Linked DNA regions of Danio rerio: region 1 is linked to region 2. Evidence: chromatin contacts called from public HiChIP or PLAC-seq data. All regions are on one chromosome and are shown on one strand. The core of a region is the stretch at or near the end of the contact, and the rest is flanking DNA. Distances in the headings are between cores, read along the strand shown. Region 1 holds the start of tmem38b (transmembrane protein 38B). Region 2 holds the start of klf4 (Kruppel like factor 4).

Region 1 (5,920 bases), core at 2,171-4,670, 220 kb after region 2:
TTCGTACACAATATGTGGTCTCCCAGTCAGCCCCTGCTATGAGTTGATTTGACCCAAAGAGCTGGGTTGAAACTAGCCAAGACTCTGAAAATAACCCCCAAAAAATACCCAAATGCCTCAACCCAATATTTGCATAGAAAAAAATAACCCCATTTTTTTTTTTAGAGTGCATTCACCGCGTTCGTTGCACAGCTCAGTTATTAGAGGAGAACAAACAGCACAGTGGAGAATCCCAACAGTGCAGCAGACTCCACTCCTCTCAGTGATATCTGTGCAGGAGCAGCAGGAGCTGAGGAGGTGATGCTCGTCTGTTTCTCTGGAAACGCTGCGTCTTTAGCTAATATTTTATGAGATCTTCCAGTTTTGTGCATGAATTTAATTTGCATCTTTGGATGGAAACATAGCTAATGAGGCAGGTTTAGAAACAAAACAACCACTTTGTTCAATATTGTGCAGCTCTAGCACTCAATCCCATAGTAGGAGTCGGTGTGTCTGTTTCAGGTAACAACAAAAACAAGTTCAACCTGAAACTCGGCGTGAACATGCCGACATGTGGAGTCTCGTTGCCCCTGCAGATATTTCCAGTGCAGGACAATAGGAGAGAGCAGGTCAGGGGAAATAAGACACCGAAGATCTAAAATAGCCTGTAATTAACAACAGCTGCTGCTGCTCCGATACAATAGAGCACATTACTGCAACACTGCATGCTTGAGCTACAGCTAGAGCTGCAACTAGTCATTTAGATGATGATTATTTTACTGATAATTTGATTAATCTAATAAAACCAAATACTTTTTTTAAAAGGATGCATAATATGCAATATACACTCACTGGCCACTTCATTAGGTACACCTTGATAGTACCGGGTCGGACTCCTTTTCCCTTCAGAACTGCTTTAACCCTTGGTGGTGTAGATTCAGCAGGGTATTGGAAATATTCCTCAGAGATTTTGCTCCATATTGTCATGATAGCATCACACAGTTGCTGCAGATTTGTCGGCTGCACATCCATGATGCCAATCTCCCGTTCCACCACATCCCAAAGCTGCTCTATTGGATTGAGCTCTGGTGACTGTGGAGGCCATTTGAGTACAGTGAACTCATCGTCATGTTCAAGAAACCAGTCTGAGATGATTGAGCTTTATGACATGCTGCGTTATCCTGCTGGAAGTAGCCATCAGAAGATGGAGACACTGTGCTCATAAAGGGATGGACATGGTCAGCAGCAATGCTCAGGTAGGCTGTGGCGTTGATGCTCAATTGGTACTAATGGACCCAAAGAAAATCTCCCCCACACCATTACACCACCACCACCAGCCTGAACCGCTGATACAAGGCAGGATGATCCATGCTTTCATGTTTTTGAGTCGAGCATCTGAATGTGTCAGCAGAAATGGAGACTCATCAGAGCAGCAACGTTTCTCCAATCTTCTATTGTCCAGTTTTGGTGAGTCTGTGTGAATTGTAGCCTCAGTTTCCTGTTCTTAGCTGACAGGAGCGGCACCCGGTGTGCTCTTCTGCTGCTGTAGCCCATCCGCCTCAAGGTTGGCCGTGTTGTGTGTTCTGTTCAGAGATGCTCTTCTGCAGAGCTCGGTTGTAGCGAGTGCTTATTTAAGTTACTGTTGCCTTTCTATCAGCTGGAACCAGTCTGGCCATTCTCCTCTGACCTCTGGCCTCATCAACAAGGCATTTGCGCCCACAGAACTGCCGCTCACTGGATATTCCCTCTTTGTCGGAGCATTCTCTGTAAACCTTTGAGATGGTTGCGCGTGAAAATCCCAGTAGATCAGCAGTTTCTGAAATACTTGGGAGCAAGAACCATGCCACGTTCAAAGTCACATAAATCCCCTTTCTTCCGCATTCTGATGCTCGCTTTGAACAGCAATAGATCGTCTTGACCATGTCTACATGCCTAAATGCATTGAGATGCTGCCATGTGATTGGCTGATTAGAAGTACAGGTGTACCTAATAAAGTGGCCGGTGAGTATGCCATTACAGCTGTAGTTGAATAAAATGCAACTCTTCACTTTTGAACAAATTGACACGGTGTGACGTGGTTCCTGTATTCTGTACCACACTATATTGAATATTGGGTTTGAAATTGCATGCAAGTTTGATGCCAAACAACATTAGCACAACTGAATAGACTGTAAACAATGCTGTACTTTGATAGTAATTGGCTGCTAATGTTATTTTCCCATTTAAAAGTTGCAAAGAATACTTTTCTAAAATTAAATTATTAATAAAGCATGAATGTGAGAATATAAAACTAACTTTACCCCAAATACATGATGGTCACTGCACACAAGAGCAAAGTGCATGTTTGGTTAATGCAAAACGACAAGCTAGACTGGTTTTCCCCACCCTGAGAGCGGTTGTATGCATGTGTAATCATCCTAGCCACTGCAGCAGAGTATTTACATGTTGAAACACACAGAGAACATTGACAGTGGGTTAATGATTAAATATTTATCTCCCCTTTGAATGCATGCAACTTCTGCTTTTCACTCTTTAAACACACTGACCTGCTCTAAAAGTCTAGAATCATCAGTCATAAACATGACTGTGAGAATTTAACACTCATTCTGTGTCCACAGCAATGCAAACGATGAGGAAAGCACTGATAAACAATGCCGCGCTGGACTGTTTATACACGTGTGCGCATGCGCGGCTCCTTCCCAGATTAACCGAAGTACTTATAAAACCGAATCAACCGTAGGATAAATACTTATAAAACTATATTAATGTCTTGTTATAGCATTGTTGTTTTGGTAAACTGAAATAAAACCACCTTTTATGTGTTAGATATGCCATATATTAAACATAAAATGTCGTTTTACTTAATTTTATCAATCAAAGTTCCTCTAACAAGTTTTATAGGTATTTACATGTAATATAGTTTTATAATTTGATTTTTCGTGAATATCATATACGCTATTGATGCCAAACGATAGCGTTTCAGATTACCAAACAAAATTGTATGCATAGTTACGAGTATTAGGACCACAAATATAAACAAAACTAATTAATAAGTGGCATTATAGCTGATAAGGGCTGGAGGTTTGTCGAAGTGACTCGGACTCTCTGAAGTGAATGAAAGGTGTGTGTTAAAGGGATTTAGTCGTGTTTATTCTTACCTGGCTGTTCCCTCAGACTCATCACGGATATAATATAATGTGCCATGTCGAAATACGGGAACATTGGCAGTTTTGACAGCCCAAATGCGAGCTCGTTCAGATTGAAGAACGCAAACACATCCATAACTGAGCCGCTTCAGTGTTCCGTCATGAACGCGCTTTAATCCTGTCGGCCGCGCGCCCGTGGACTCGGTTCAGGTTACCGGTGTGTTTGGATGTTTGGTTTTGGACGCTTGTAGTCTGCAGATGCTCCGACACAGAATGAATCCAGCTGATCAACAGCTGACTGGAGCGGTAACCGGATCCGCCGCCATTACTGCTGCGGATGCTGAGCGGGAACGCGCGCGCGCGCGCGCACAAGCCACAACTTCACTTTCACAACTATTTCAAAACAAAGCTCTAGCAAACACTAGCCTGACACGTTATATTCTTAGTGTGGTACATTGAAAGTGCTGTAGTTCGTGATTTATGATGGTATTTATTAAAGCATCGGGCTTTCATTATCTGATTTAGACAGATTTCAGTTTGCTCTAAATTATAAACACTAAATTAAATAAGTCTGTAGGTCCAAACTGACCCCCCATGTGACAATCAGATGCTGAATGTGTTAGCAGACTGAACAAGAGCATAATGGTGAGCCTAATTTTAATAATACATCGACAAATACACATATAACACAATAAATAATGCACAAATCGACCTTTTGAGAAAACAGATTGGTCACTTCAGGTACAGCAGGTTATTATCAGTGGTGTAAAGAAACTAATAGCAAATACTCAAATTAAGCAAGCTAGTTTATTTATATAGCACATTTCATACACAGTGGCAATTCAAAGAGCTATACATAAACAAGAATAAAAAAGAAGTATGAGAAAATTAAAAAACAAGCAATAAAAATGATTAAAAACTGATTAAAGTGTGTTAAAACATGTTTTAAAAGAATGAAAAAAGAACAAGTAAATGGGTTTACTTTTAAAATTTACTTTTAAAGTTTTTTTTTAATTAAACTACTGTAATGGAGTGGGTTTTCTCAGGAATTGTAACTTACTAAGTAGTTTTGAAAGATACTTTTTACTAGTGCATTTTACTGCAGTATTGGTACTTTACTCCACTACTGTCCTTCAACCTGCAGTCACTACTGTTTTTTCCTGTCTATGGGGATTACAAAAATCAGTTCTGTGATGCCTGACAAATCAAATCACACATAAAAGGTAAATCTCCTCATAATGAACTACAGTAAGACATGGGCGATTTATAAATGCAGCAAACTGTTTGGAAGCATTAAAAGTGTCCAAGGAGATGTCCAAAATCTTTACACGCATTGACCCAGAGACTGTTTAGATCAGAGATGCCCAAATAAGGGCCCCCGGGCCAAAGTTGGCCCATTGTAACCTTTGATTTGGCCCACCATCCCATCTGAGAAGAAAGTGAGAAGGATGGAGAGGCTTGGGACAAATGCCTTTAAAAGAGATCGTCATTTCTAATTTGACGCAACCTTTTTTGTTTGTTTTATTGTTAAGCTACAAAAAAAAAAAAAAAACCCTAACTAAAATGAAATGTTTCAAGTAAATGAATCTATTTCTTTTATGTAAACAATGTCACTTGACAGAAAACTATACAAAAGACATCAGTAAGCAAATCAAGGCAAAAACTAGTGTAACTCTCCATTCTGCTATGAATTAGATTTAGAAACAAAATAGTAAAACAAATATGCTGTATTAGTTCAAATAAAGCAATGTTTTCTAGTTATTTTTAAATATTATTAAATAAGTTAGGAGGTTTCGTCCTCCATACAGAAATGACCTTTTCCATAATAAGAAAATTACTAATTAAACCTATATTTAAACTAATCATTTATTAATTTAAATAAGTTATATTAGCCTACGTTAAATGTAATCAATAATTCTAGAGAGAGGCAGAAGTAAACGAGAGAACACTTGAAAAGGAGATGAATGTAAAGTAATAAATGTAAACTGAAGATGCTCGCTTGTTTTCCTCAGAGAGCGACACCTGCCGGACACACGGGTCACAGCGTGAGGAGTGGAGCCGCAGTTCTCGCGAGATTCCACGATGTGGCGCCGTTGTCAAACTTATCGCCATGGAAACAAAAAGAGCGGGATTTTGTCTAAAACAAACGATGTTCCAAACCAGCGGTATGCGAGATATAAATATAAATCAGTAGATAAAACACTGTATCTGTGGGTAAGTGCAGTAATTAATCTAACAGGGGCCTTTATTCTGGACACGGTAATCTAGTAAATGTGTCAAACTCAATGAATGTTGTTGAAGAAAGCTTTTGAAAATCTGTGGCGACTAAAGCTTGTGAAAATATGAGAAAAATGTCAGCTAATCAGACAATCTGAGCTGGGTAACTCGGCTAATTAACCATTAAACCACACAAATCCTGAATACTGAGGTGAAAAGGGTTAATCTGGTTAATTATAGTTGACTGGGTTTGGTTTAGGTGGTTTAGTTGCCCTGAACTGAGGCATTTTTAATAGTTACAGGCCTGTAGCCAGCCTGGGGTGAAAGAGATGGTTCTGTTTTCTCAAGATGTCGACCTTTTTGCAGTTATTCGCCTCATTTTTTATTTATTTAGGACAGTGTTTCTCAAAATAAGTACCACCTCAGAAAAAAATAGTTTCTCCAAGTACCACCATAATAAACGGTATTAAAATACAGTAGCGTTAGCGTAGTTGGCCCAGTAAAGCAGCTACAGCTCTGCACAGTTCAAAAATGAGTCACATTAATTCCTATTATTAAGAATATTTATTATTGTCAGC
Region 2 (6,085 bases), core at 2,109-4,608:
TGCTAATTTACATAATTTTAATGCAATGGGTTTACTCACTTTTTAAAAGTCAACTAACCGCTTTAAAATCAACAGATCTACTCACTTTTTAAATGATAAAAATAGTTTATTTGATTGCATTGGGTTAACTCGGTTGTTAATTATGCACATAATTAATCCACACAAAATATTTCTGAGTAAACCCATTGTATTAAACTTAAGTCAACTAATTGCTTTAAAAGAAATGTGTTTACTTTTTTTTAATAATGCACATGGTTCATTTACTTACATTTAATGCAATGTGTTTACTCACTTTTTAAAGTAGTCAACTAATAGATTTAAAATTATTGGGTTTACTCATGTTTTAATTATGCAAATAGTCATTTTACATCATTTTAATGCAATGTGTTTACTCACTTTTTTAAAGTAAAATCAACTAATCACTTAAAAAGTGCATAAACGTGTTGCTTTTAAAGCGATTAGTTGACTTTACTTTAAAAAGTGAGTAAATCCATTGATTTTTAATTATGCGCATAGTTAATTTACTTAATTTTAATGCAATTTATTTTAAAGTAAAGTCAGCTAATGCTTTTTTTTCCCCAGTGCACTATTGTTGTGTGCCGCTGTGAGTGTGAGAATGTGTGTGTGTGCGTGTGTTAAAGGGGCTCCATGAGTGTATTCTGTGGCTAAATGACGGCCTGCTGTTGACAGAGCCAAACGAACAGATCCTGATGTAACAGGATGGTCTCTGAGCTCGTGTTTGCTCTCCATACAAACATGATTGTAGACACTGCACAGGCAAATCCTCCGTATACGCAGACGCTCAGAACATAACAGCATGCGCTAACACACACACACTATGCTTTTAAGCAGATTTCACGATCATACTCAGGGTTTCAAATCAGGACGATGCTGAAGTAATCAAATTAAATGAACAACATGCCAAGAGAGGCACTGGAAATGCATGCATAATTACACAGACACAGCTTAAACTCGTCAAAGATGAGTCGCATTTAATTATGCGCACAGCAAAATCAATTATATTCACAGAATGCATATATTCATATTATTAAATAATATATTATTAATGTAGTAAAAATAAGATGATGAATATGGGTCACATACCTGACTCACTCCAGAACTGTCTGCTCCTTTCAAGCTTTTCCTCCTCATTTTCTTTACACTGGAATGAAACACAGAAACCAATGTAAAATTTACAGTAAACTGAAGCCATTATTACTGTCAAATAATGCTTATATGTGATAGGAAACATCTGATTCTGCTACCAATAGTTGTTTAACATATAGTCCAACTATTTAAACAGTAACACAGTTGACAATTACAGAGATGACAACACCTGTTCAAAGAAATATCCTGAAATTCACTGTGCTTTTGCATATTATTAATAAACATACATGGAACAGAAGTAAAGTACTCCTCTGAAATATTGCACAAGCTCAAACTAACTGACTGCATGAATGACTGAATGAATGAATGAAGGGAAAGGCTTGTCTTATCAAAGAAATCCCACACATTTTTGTCTGTCTTTGTGTTTTGCATTAGGGAGGAAAAATGATTAGTGTTAATTACAGACACACCTCAGCGCTGCGGCTGTGGGAGTTTACAGTGTGTGTGTGAACACCGTGTTCAGACTCATCAGGCACGCCAGCAACAGGTGGCATTAGAGAAACACACACACACACAATCACACCAGTGCATGCACAATCTCACATGTCCACACACACACACACACACAACCGTGCATGCATACACTCTCTCTATCTCTCTCTCTCACACACACACACACACACACTCTCAGTTTGTTTTCATCTTAGTAAGGACATCACACTGACATAGTTTCATGTTAGTATCTCTAATCAGGGGCAGATTCAACTAATAAGCAAGAAAGCTGAGGGGCTTCAATTAAATACCATGTGCTGGAACTCGGTGCTGGAGGGCCGGTGTCCTGCATAGTTTAGCTCCAACTTCCTTCAACACACCTGCCTGGGCGTTTAAGCTGCGGTCACACTGGACTTTTCTCCCCATAGACTTCCATTCATACGCACACAAATGCGTCAGACTGGAAACACAAGGTCATGCAGCAAGTTTCACAGTTTGCTTGGTGAACTCTGACCTGCGAAACGCACCACTTGACTGCGTGAGACCAACTGAGGATCAAAACATGACCTCTCTGGACAGAAATGTAAAACATGGAGCAATCGCTTGCTTATTTAAATGTCTAATCATCTTGTTTACTCCCGCCCCTTTTTAGCAGCGCCGCACGACAGAATCTCGCAACTAGTGCGATCGCAGCTTCAGCAGACCTAGTAAGAGCTTGATTAGCTGCTTCAGGTGTGTTTAATTGGGGTTGGAACTAAAATATGCAGGACACCGGCCCTCCAGGACAGAGTTTGGGCACCCCTAACCTAGACATATGAATTATACCTATAAATTACATATAGCAGCATTTTCTACCATATTTTGTTTGATGAGCGTCTAAAACAAAATAAAAGTTTAATGTTTATTACATCTGCGCAAACATATCCCCCTTAGTCAATCACAGAGAGGTCCAGCAGTCAAATTAGGTAAAGATTTAGTTTTAAAATGAAATAGTTTGAGGATTATTTTTAGTTGAGAATTAATTTTAAGAAAACAAATCAGTTAAAAAAAGTTTCACCAGATGCGTTACATTGTGTTATTATTAATTTGCATTGAGACAAAACATAGAAAAGGAGTGATTGAGTGATATAAGAAGAAAAAAAGAGCAAAATAAACCAATTAAAAATAAATTAAAGTACAAAAGGTGCATTTTAGAACTTTTGGCTGGAATTGCTTACGGCCCCCAAATCACTAAATCCGGCTCGTCTCTAACCCGAACCTCACTGAAACAACAGCACACATCACTCAAACCATCCTCAAGACTTTTAATGAGTGGTGTGCAGTGAAATGTCAGCACTACAGTGGCTCGTTTTGATTTCTCACTATACAGCAGAGGACAACTGAGCAAGTAGCTAACCCAGCACACACACACTCATACACACAACAGCACAATCAGTGCTTTAAACAAGTCCCTCCACCACGACTTTGTGTGTGATTAAAAGCAAAAAACAGACTGGTTTTCTTACTCGAGTGTGTGTGTGTGTGTGTCTGTGTGTGTTGATCCCGGTTGCTAACACGCGCGTGTTTGTGTGGATACAAAATACCAGCCCGCTGCCAGATTTTTTCTCCTCCCCAGTCCTCGATGACGTCACGCGGAGTGTTTTCTTTTTTTTCTCTCCGCGGTTGCCGAGCAACGAGAGGCGTGTCCGGGGTTTAAGAACTAGGCGAGGAAAGCCCTGCGCGCATCTGACGAATCACTCCAGTCCAGACACCGGAGCGCGCGGCCGCGGCAGCGAACGGGACACCGGGAATCCCCGAGTGTCGGAACCGAACATGCTGCTTTGATCAGCCGGATGGAACGCGTTCGATGCGCTATTAAAGAACTCTTTGATCTAGGATTTAAACTGCTTTTGCGTTCCTTCCACTCATGAGGTGCGTTCTGCACTTGGAGAGTTCCATTCCTAATTATTTGTATTATTTTTTTGGCTTTAATATGACATGTTTTCAGGAGCGCTCTCTCTCTCTCACTCTCTCTCTCTTAGGATTATCATTTTTATTATTATTATTATTTTATTTTTTTATTTATTTGTTAAATTTCAGGCAGCCTCCGACTGAGTTTGATAGCATGGCACTGAGCGGAACGATTTTGCCCTCCATCTCCACCTTCGCGAGCGGCACCGATGTGAAGCACAAGGCCGTGTTGGGACCCGGAGCTGCCGGTTCAGTGAGTATCTGCACAGGTGTTGCTGGTCATGATGATCGGTTAATTCTCACGGTTTCCACCGAGCGAGAGATTATGACAGAGTTGTTGCTCCGCGGCAGGGGCGTGAACCGATCCGGCGGCTCGAGCTGTTCTCCGCATGGGAAATATCTGACATGCACTGATTATTACAAAGTACAGCTTCTAGTTTAGTGTGGATCCTCCTTTAGCTGTGAGGTGTTTAAGTGAAGGAAAATATGATGAAAACAATACTAGTTTATTATGTTTTATTGTGTATTTATTTTTTGAATTAATATAAAAGTCTATACTGAATACTCATTATCATGTTATAGTATTTGCATTAATAAAAAGTCAATAGTATTTACTACAGGCGTGTTGTAATATGATATATTAGTTGTAGAAAACCACTTGTCAAATATCTGACATGCACTGATTATTACAAAGTACAGCGTTTAGTTTAGTGCGGATCCTCTTTTAGGGTGTGTTGTTAAACAAACAAAATGCTAAATCATAATAAAGAGTATCTGAGTAATTGACGAGCGCAGAGAGAAATATCTGATGAAAAAATACTTCATGTTACAGTATTTGCAGTAATATAATAAAGTCTACTGTTTTTTTACTTCAGTAATCTGTGGCGTGTTGTAGTGTGATATAGTAGATGTAGAAAACTAATGTAACATGCACTGATTACAAAGTTCAGAAGTAAAGTTGAGTTTATATTCACACATTCAGACGTTCTCTTTTATAATATTGAGCAAATAATTCTTTGCAAATGATCATATCAGCAGCCTGTGACTATCACAGTACAACACTGTTGACAGTCAATTAAATATAGTGCTGATGTTGTTTTGACCAAATGTGTGAATATAAAACCAACTTCACCTCAATATTCTCCTTTTGTTTGGGTCTGTAGTTATAAACCAACACAATACTCGCATGAAGGAGTCTCTGAGTAATTCATGAGCACTAAGGGGGAAATTATCTGTGATGAAAAATTACTAAACTGTCAGAAATGCAAGGGTATGCAAGCTGTCTCTGATGCGATACAAATGTGTACCTAAAAGGTCCATATTAATACCTTAAAGGTACATATAGTAGATAAAAAGTGCAAAAGTGTTCCTCTTAATTTTCTTGGTACTAATATATACACTTTTGAGGTACCATTAAGTACAAATGTGTATCTTTTGAAAAAGGTACCACTCCGCTGACAGCTTGCGTAGCTTTATTTCTGAGAGTGTAGTTCATTATGTTTTTTGCATTAATAATAACTTTAGTTTTTACTACAGTAATCTGTGTTGTGTTGTGTTGTGTTGTAGTATGATATATTGTATAGTTGTTGAAATCTACTTGGGAAATATGTCACATGCACTGATTACAAAGCGCAGCGTTTAGTGAAGTGTTAAAGTTATTAGGGTCTGTAGTTTTACACAAACAAAATGTTAAATAATAATAATAAAAAAGTGCATGTGAGTAATTGACGAGAGCATATCTGTTATGAATAAATACTAGTTTATTATGTTTATCATGTTATAGTATTTGCAATAATATAAAGTCGAATGGTTTTTAATCTGTGAGTTTTAGTGTGGTATATTAGCTGTAGAAAACGTAATTGTGAAATATGTAACATGCACTGATTATTAGAAAAGTACAGCGTTTAGTTCAGTGTGGATTCTCTTTTAGGGTCTGTAACTATAAACAAACAAAATGCTAAATACCAATAAATAATAATAATAATAATAATAATAATAAAGAGTATCTGAGTAATTGACGAGCACAGAGAGAAAATATCTGTGATTAAAAATACTAGTTCATCGTGTTACAGTATTTGCATTCATGAACTCTTCAAGCTTTTACTACAGTAATCTGCATGATCTGTTCTATAGTTGTTGAAATTTGTCACATGCACTGATTATAAAGTACAGATTCTAGTTTTGCATGGATTCTCTTTACTGAGGTAAAGTTGGCTTTACATTTCACACATTTGGTCTTTCTCCTTAATAATATACAGAAAGGTATTCTTTGCTAATTATAAATAGTGAAATCATATCAGCAGCCAAAATACAACATTGTTGACAGTCAATGAGGCAGTGCTGGTGTTGTTTTGAAGTCATTTGTATATGTGATTTCAGACTGAATATTCAATAGTACCATGGTAAAGAATATAGGAAGTGTGTTACAAGTTGTCACTGAACAAATGTGTGAATCTAAAACCAACTTTACCTCAAATATTCTTTTAGGGCCTGTAGTTATAAACATAAACACAATAATGGCTGAAAGAGAGTGAAT

The links. HiChIP or PLAC-seq counts read pairs in DNA pulled down with a chosen protein or histone mark.
Region 1: a contact with region 2 is called in an H3K4me3 HiChIP or PLAC-seq map of embryo, with 2.9 times the contacts expected there. The contact joins the promoter of tmem38b here to the promoter of klf4 in region 2.

What each region holds. Positions count from the first base shown.
Region 1 is chr21:766,598-772,517 of GRCz12tu, forward strand. It overlaps tmem38b (transmembrane protein 38B), which reads right to left and starts at 3,421. Exons shown (of 8, transcript NM_200176.1): 1 at 3,138-3,421. The coding sequence starts at 3,261. LOC141379934 (a long non-coding RNA gene) reads left to right here and starts at 5,244. Exons shown (of 4, transcript XR_012397024.1): 1 at 5,244-5,339.
Region 2 is chr21:544,477-550,561 of GRCz12tu, forward strand. It overlaps klf4 (Kruppel like factor 4), which reads left to right and starts at 3,359. Exons shown (of 5, transcript NM_001113483.1): 1 at 3,359-3,510; 2 at 3,679-3,802. The coding sequence starts at 3,506.